Linked DNA regions of Mus musculus: region 2 is linked to region 1. The links are chromatin contacts, called in public HiChIP or PLAC-seq maps. All regions are on one chromosome and are shown on one strand. Each heading gives the region's core, a stretch centred on a gene start, on an enhancer-like site or on the middle of the called end of the contact. The rest is flanking DNA. Distances are from core to core; before and after follow the strand shown.

Evidence for each region. HiChIP or PLAC-seq counts read pairs in DNA pulled down with a chosen protein or histone mark.
Region 2: a contact with region 1 is called in an H3K4me3 HiChIP or PLAC-seq map of bone marrow-derived macrophages, with 3 times the contacts expected there. The contact joins the enhancer-like site here to the promoter of Bola3 in region 1. A contact is called at or near these places in 8 of 39 promoter capture datasets (the 3T3-L1 cell line, the C10 cell line, cranial neural crest and 3 more), 3 of 15 datasets of contacts at CTCF or cohesin (embryonic stem cells and stem cell-derived epiblast-like cells), 55 of 484 Hi-C or Micro-C datasets (3T3-L1-derived adipocytes, the C10 cell line, CD8 T cells and 23 more), 20 of 115 datasets of contacts at active chromatin or transcription factors (the 230-238 cell line, the HPC-7 cell line, bone marrow-derived macrophages and 14 more) and 4 of 9 other capture datasets (adipose tissue, embryonic stem cells, liver and 1 more).

What each region holds. Positions count from the first base shown.
Region 1 is chr6:83,347,814-83,351,236 of GRCm38.p6, reverse strand. It overlaps Bola3 (bolA-like 3 (E. coli)), which reads right to left and starts at 1,761. Exons shown (of 4, transcript NM_175277.5): 1 at 1,683-1,761. The coding sequence starts at 1,736.
Region 2 is chr6:83,486,943-83,490,365 of GRCm38.p6, reverse strand. Dguok (deoxyguanosine kinase) reads left to right here. Exons shown (of 7, transcript NM_013764.2): 4 at 3,235-3,382. Among named protein-coding and RNA genes, the nearest start is that of Dguok, 18 kb to the left of the region's middle. Within about 2 kb of position 1,920, at least 18 of the 459 cell types and tissues checked have an H3K27ac peak or open chromatin away from gene starts, as enhancers often do. A contact at or near this core is called in bone marrow-derived macrophages and microglia, where this site is marked.

The DNA of each region.
Region 1 (3,423 bases), core at 512-3,011:
CCGTGAGAAGGCACAGCGATGGTCCCTGCCCGAGCGGGGCGGGCACAGTACTGGGGCTGCTGGTGAGCAAGCACTGCTGCTGAAGGGGCCACAATCTCTCCTCAGACTCACCTGAAGGGCCAGAGCAGGGCGCTCACTACCTAGACTTTCAGGGATGTACCCTGGGTCTCTGTGGTATGTTTGTGTGTGTGAAGCTGCCCGTGTGTATGTGTTCACTGCAGTCAGAGGACAAGCACAGCTGTCCTTCTCGGGGATCTCGCCTTGTTTTTTTGAGACAGGGGCTCTCACTGGCTTAGAGCCCAGCATGTAGGCAGGGCGGCAGGCTGGCAGGCAAGCCCAGGGATCCACCTGTCTCGCACTCCCAGGATTGGGAGTTCAAGTATGTGCCCCCACACCTGGCTTCTGTTCTTAAATTTTTATTTTTAACTATGTGTATGTGCGTGTGTAAGAGTGTGTGCACATGGATGCAAGATCTTCAGAGGTTGGATGAGGGAGGGTATCAGAGCCCAGGACCTAGGGTTACAGACAGCTGTGAGTGGACTGACATGGATGCTGGAAACTGAACTGGGATCCTCTGCAAAATCAGGGAGCGCCCTTATCCACCATCTCACAAGGGTCCTAGGGTCACTCAGCCCATCCTTGTGATCCCTTTACCAACTGTGCCATCTCCCCAGCTCTCTCATTAGCCAATCTTAAAGGACAAGATGGAGTCTGTCCCTCTAGAGCAGCATCCCAGAGCTGATCCTCAGGCAGGTCCTCTGAAGCAGCGAATGAGCAGGTGAGAGGCATGGTCACTGGACATTAGGCCAAGATGCCTAAGAGATGGCTGAGATGCGGGCCAGGGGAAAGGTCTGGAGTTAGATGGTCTGTGTGCCGCACAAAGGAACGAAACCACGAGGCTGTGAGCCTGGACACATCTGCAAGGTTTGCCAGTGGGATTGCTCCTGAGATAGAAGCATAGCTGGAAGAACGGGATGGCAATGTAAAATCACTAAGAGCTGCAGAGTCCTCAAAGGAGGCGATCATCTTAGCACACCTATCCAGACTGACAAAAATCACACATGAACTGCCCTGGGCGTCCGTGCAGCAACAAAACTCCTCATGTTGAGTGATAGATTCAAGACCAGCAGGCAAATAAGGAGAGGTGGATGGGGGTAAAGCTAATGATGAGACTGTAAAGGGGAGAAAGAATGGGCTCTGTGGCTTACTTTATTCCAGGAGTTAGGAGGGATGTCATAAGTTCTAAGCCAGCCAGGGCTATAATTCGAGAAGCGGTCTCAAAAACCAACAGGGGTTGGACGAATTAGGAGAGCTCGCCCTGTGCTGGGCTTCTACTCTAGCCGGCAGGCTACAGAGAGTCAAGGTCAGAGGCCTGGTAAGCATACAATTGTAGGGTACAAGCTCGTCCCGAGTGCCCAGGACCAAAGCCAGGACTCGGGGCTATGACACCTATGTTTTCCTGTACATAAGGCAGCCTTTCCCAGGGTCTCTGTACTGTGACTGGTTATGGAACTGTCTCCCGATCCGCCTAAGTCCAGTAGCCCCCAGCACACCCGGTGCGATGCAGAGGGCAGGAGTGAATGAATGAGAACAAGGAAGGACCTCGGCCCTGCCCCGGGTCCCCAGCCTGACAACAGCCGCCCGAGCTCCCCCGCAGCTCCGCCCGAGCCCCGCCGGCTCACCCCGCGGCTCCCGCGCAGCAGAGGCGCAGCGGCCGCCGGGCCCCATGCCGCCATGCCCGGCGACGCAGCCCGAGGTCACGGTGCAGCCGGAAAGACGCGGGCACTGTGTCCAGAGTCGCCGCCCAGGCCGAGCCCGCCCCCTGCCGTCCGGAGGCCGCACCCGCACCACGGTCGCCACCCGGAACCGGCCGCACCTGCAAACATGGGCGTTCCCCGTCCTGCCTTGGCCTGGCTGCCACTGCAGGGTCCCCTAAATACCCCAGGTCGCACTCCTCCGCAGCCAGAACCCTGGGGTGCACAGAACAGGTTGCCCTCACCCCGAACATCCCAGTCAGTGCTCTGGGAAACTGGCTTCTTTCCTGATTGGAGTTGCTGTGAAAGTCTCAAGCCACCGGAGTCTTGTGTTCTAGAAAGGGCGGAGACTTTGTGAGGGGGCTGAAATTGGAGAGGGCAGACTGCTGCAATGGCCACTTGCCTGGGGATAGGGTTTGGCGGGGTATTCCAGGAGGGGTGGGAGTGGACATTTGTTTTGGATTTCTCTAAGTTCCAGGAGACACAAGTCACCACAGGCATAGTACGGCACCTCTAATCCCAGGGTTGTTTTGTGTTCAAAACCAGTCAGGGCTAAGGTGAGTGCCAGGCCGACTTTAGTTTTTAGTTCCTATCTCAAAACTAAAATGTGGTAGCTAATGCCAGCACTGGAGAAGCAATGGCAGGTCAGCCAGGGCTACACAGTGAGACCCTGTCTCAAAATCAAGCAAACAGAAAAATAAACCCTCCAGAAAAGGTAGGATTGGGAGTGCACTCCACGAGGGCTGAGTAACCACCAACCAAACCTAACTGGTTTACAGTGGGAGAATAAAAGCCCAAGTTCCATTAAGTCCTTGGCTTCTGCAGTAGTAACTGTTTACAGCCTCACATCTGGTGTAGCCTGCAAGAACTGTCCGCCTTTCGTCACTGCACCTGTGCCTATGCAGTCCGTAGCTATTGTGTGGCTTGGACCTAGAGTTGTTCTTTAAAGTGACCAATTAAAGTAGGCTTATTTATAGGCCCAGCATGGTGGCCCACACCTTTAATCCCAGCACTCAGGAGGCAGAGGCAGGTGGATCTCTGTTAGTTCAAGGCAGCAGGTTCAAGGGCAGTAAGGACCACATAGAGAAACCCTGTCTCGAAGCTAAACAAAGTGTTCATCCCTCCCAATGTTGAGTGACTCCTGTTACTAGCCCTCATCTCCAGATTACTTGATAGGCTTGATTCCTTAAACTTTATGGTTAGTGTAACTGGGAATAATTTATTAGCTGTTAAGTTTCCTCTTTTATGCCAAGAACACAATCAAAACTGTTTAAAATGTTTTCCAGCTGTATAGTGGTCCCTCTTTGCTACTCAAAGCACATGATCACATGAGCAGAACTGTAACTAGATGGTGATTGGTTTAACAGGTCATATCATCTGAACCAGACCAATGAGACACGGCTCCTGGACTTGGCAGGAACTACAGAAATTATGACTTACCGATGTGTTGCTCTGCTTGTAGAAAGCCTGGCACTGAGGGCAACCAGCATTGCCACCAAATACTTAGAGATGTACTGGCAATGAAGCGGCCACAGAAGAAAGCTGTAAGTGTAGACCTGTCTGTCATGCACACTGGCTTTTGCTTGTCAATCCTTTTCCATAGAACAATCACCTCCCCCCCACCACTGTCACTGAGAACGGCTGACTCTCCACTGTGCACTCTTACCGT
Region 2 (3,423 bases), core at 671-3,170, 140 kb before region 1:
TCTTTGCAGGGTCCCTGACCTTGGCTCACTAGTCATTGTAAAATGTCTGTGTGGCTGGCTTGTGAGTGTCCTCTCAGAGCAAAATAGACATGCTTTTTTAGTTATAGGTGCTTTGCTGCTTACTTAAAACAGAGTTTCAGCTGTAGCCCTGGCTGTCCTGGAACTCATTGTCAACCAGGCTGGCCTTGTTCTCATAGGTGATCCTCCCACCTCTGCCTTCGGGGAATTGGGATTTCCATATGTGCCACTATGCCTGTTGTTGTTAATAACTACTTGGGTCAAGCAGGGCACTAGTGGCTCATGTCTTTAACCCTTTGTGAGTTCGAGGCCAGCCTGCCCTACAGAATGAGTTCCAGGGCAGCCAAAGCTACACAGAGAAACCCTGTCTCAAAAAACCATTTAAAAAAAAAAAATCTTAACATTTCCTTATAAAGAAGAGGGCAGTTGGTCATACTTTGTGCCATTACCCCAGCAAAGCGGCTTTCTTTAGTTAAAGGGGGATATTTTCAGGCAGAAAGGATAACCAGGTACAAATTCTAATCTCAAGAGCATTTATACTCCTTTAAAAATGCATTCAATTTTCCCTTTTGTGCCCAGGGCGTGAGTTGCCCCCAGTGTGGAAGGGCGAAAGTGTCATTCCCTCCTGGGCTGGGTTAGTGGAGGTTTACTGACTGCCTCCTGCACTCAGGAGCCAGGCTCAGCCCCAGGCCAGTCCCGGCTCCATGACAAGGCTACTGCAGCAAGGACGACATATGTACTCACAAGTGTGTGTATGTTTCGGAGGACAGTGATTGCAGGGAAGAAGAAATAGAAGCTTTCTGATTGAATTAACATCAGTGTGGCTTTAGAACAAAGCTCTGGATTGCTGGGTCCTTCAGCCCTGTTCTGTCTGCAATCCCGCAACCCCCTCTCTTTACCCCCACCTTCTGCCCACCACCAGCAGCTATGGAGAAACAGGGGAAGTGCCTACCTCAGGAGAGGTAAAGGCCCCTTTTATAGGCTTAGTCATTTTTCTTTGTAAGATGTAACTTTCATCTTCAGTTGTCTGTGGAGAAGTTGGCAGCACTTTCCAATTCTTGTCGCCTTCAGTGAGCTTTAGCTAAAACATTCTAGTCTGGGCAAGTTCACTTTTGGAGTTTGCAAATTAGCTTCTTTGTGGCCTCAGAGAAACAGTTCAGAAGGCTTAGAGCTGTCGACTACTGAGTGGCAATCACCGTCCTGAGCATCTCACAAGTAGATCTCAGTCGTGTCTGCCATGTGTTGAGAGGCAGGTATCTTCCCAAGGCAACATGGCCTGTGGAAGCTGCAACGAGGATCAGACTCTACAGAGTCATTTTACAAAAGCCACTCTCTTAAAAGAGACACAGCTTTGCAGTTTGCACTTCCCTGAGCCAGTCACACAGCAGTTTGGTTTTCATGGTTTTCAGAAGTGGCCAGTTGCTGACCATTGCCTTAGACCTGGAGTTCATTATTGCAGATATAAATGTGTTTTGTATCAAGCTTTAACAGCAGAATTGACCCTTTTAAAGCCATGGTTTATACAGTTCTGATCTCTCAATTTACCAGATCTTCCTTTTCTTGTGGAAGTAAGCAAAGAAGGAAGTTAGTTTGATATTCAGCATTAGCCCTCTTTGATTTGATTGGAAGCTCAGCAGAGGAAGCTAGGTTCCTGTATGCTCCGGAGAGGAGGTTGCTCTCCTGGTCCTACTGAAGTCAGCTCCAGAGCTGACACCCTTGCTTTTCAGCAACAAAGCAGCATGGCTCAGCAGCCGAAGACTCGGCAGTCTCACTCTGAAGTGCAGTATGGAAGGGTGGCTTTAGCCTACGTTTACTTGGGTTTTGCTTGGAATCTTGCTGTAGTAATGAGGAAATCTCAAAGGCTCAGGTTTCCATGCACATGCCATGTGTCTTGGCCAGCTTCCCTTTCTACAGTCCCTCTCCTTGTAGTGGGTTGCTCCGTGTGTAGGCCCTAGCACGGCCTGTGTAGGTGCTGTTTCTCATTACAGGACTGAGCAGGATGGGAGCTGTAGACTGGGAATTCAGATTTCCAGGGCTGGAAAGACAGTCCAGCAGCTAAGAGCATTTGCTTCTCTTCTAGAGGAGCCAAAGTTCATTCCCCACACCCACATCAAATGGCTCACAGCTGCCTGTAAGTCTAGCCCAGTGAATCCAATGTCTTCTTCTGGTCTCCACAAGCACCAACTTGTACTTACACAAACCCACCCAGAAACATACACGCACACATAAATAATAAAAATACAGTTTTTAAACTTTGAATTGATTCTTTGTGAGTTTCACATCGTGCATCTCAGCCCACCTATCTCCCCGTCCCATAGTATCTGCCCTCCAAACTTGCAACCTCCCCTCCCAAAAGAAAATAAACTCACAAACAAAAAAATAAACAAAACAAAGCATAAAAAACATCGTGGAAGCTGTACTGTGCCATAGTGTATCCCACAATGTACCTCTCTGTCCATACGTCTTCATTGTAAGTGTTCATGGCAGTGAGTCTGGTTGGAGGTTTCTGGCTGCTATCATACCATCAATATTGGATCCTCACTGGGGTTCCTCCTAGTTATCCTGTTGCTGCCCTGTGTCATGGCGACCCTGCAGCCTTGGATCTGCAGGACTGGCCCTTTCATGCACTCCAACAGATAATGGGGTGGGCCAACTCAGATCCCAGAATCTGGTCATAGGTGGTAGCTGAGCAGGTCAGCCTGCTGGCTCTTCCATATCTGCACTTCCAGGGTGAGCTCTCCAGCCCTGCTCCAGCTAGGCCACCCAATACTGCCATCAGCAGGAGGCAGGGTTAGCTCTCCTGTCATGCCCCCACCCACACCCCCAGAGCCAGCTCCACTGTGCTGCCCAGTCGGGCTCGGGGCCCATTCTCCCAGGTGCTGCAGCTGGCGAGGGGCTGGGACAGCTGAGCAGCTCACACCCATAGGCCAGCTCCACTGTGTTGGTCAGGCAAGGTGCAGGGCTAACTCTCCTGCTCTCATGACCTTGAGGCCAGCTCTCTCGATGACTACAGGTGGCAAGGGGGAAGGGGGCAGGTGGAAATAGGGTTGGGGGGCGATATTTTTTAAATCAGGTTATTTTTAATGGCTAATAAGAGCTAGAATGGTTAAGTGGTTTGGATAAGCATGAAACAAGCCAGTTACTGATTTTTCTGCTTTTCTCCCACTCCTGACTTTCTTCCTCCACCCCAACCTCCCACTCAACAATTCCAACCAGGTATATCTTTGCAAAGAATCTATTTGAAAATGGCTCCCTCAGTGACATCGAGTGGCACATCTATCAGGACTGGCACTCCTTTCTCCTGCAGGAGTTCGCAAACCGGCTTTTGTTACACGGCTTCATCTATCTCCAGGCTTCACCCCAGGTAACTCTGAGCCTAAAATCTTCTATAGGTGATGGTGGCAT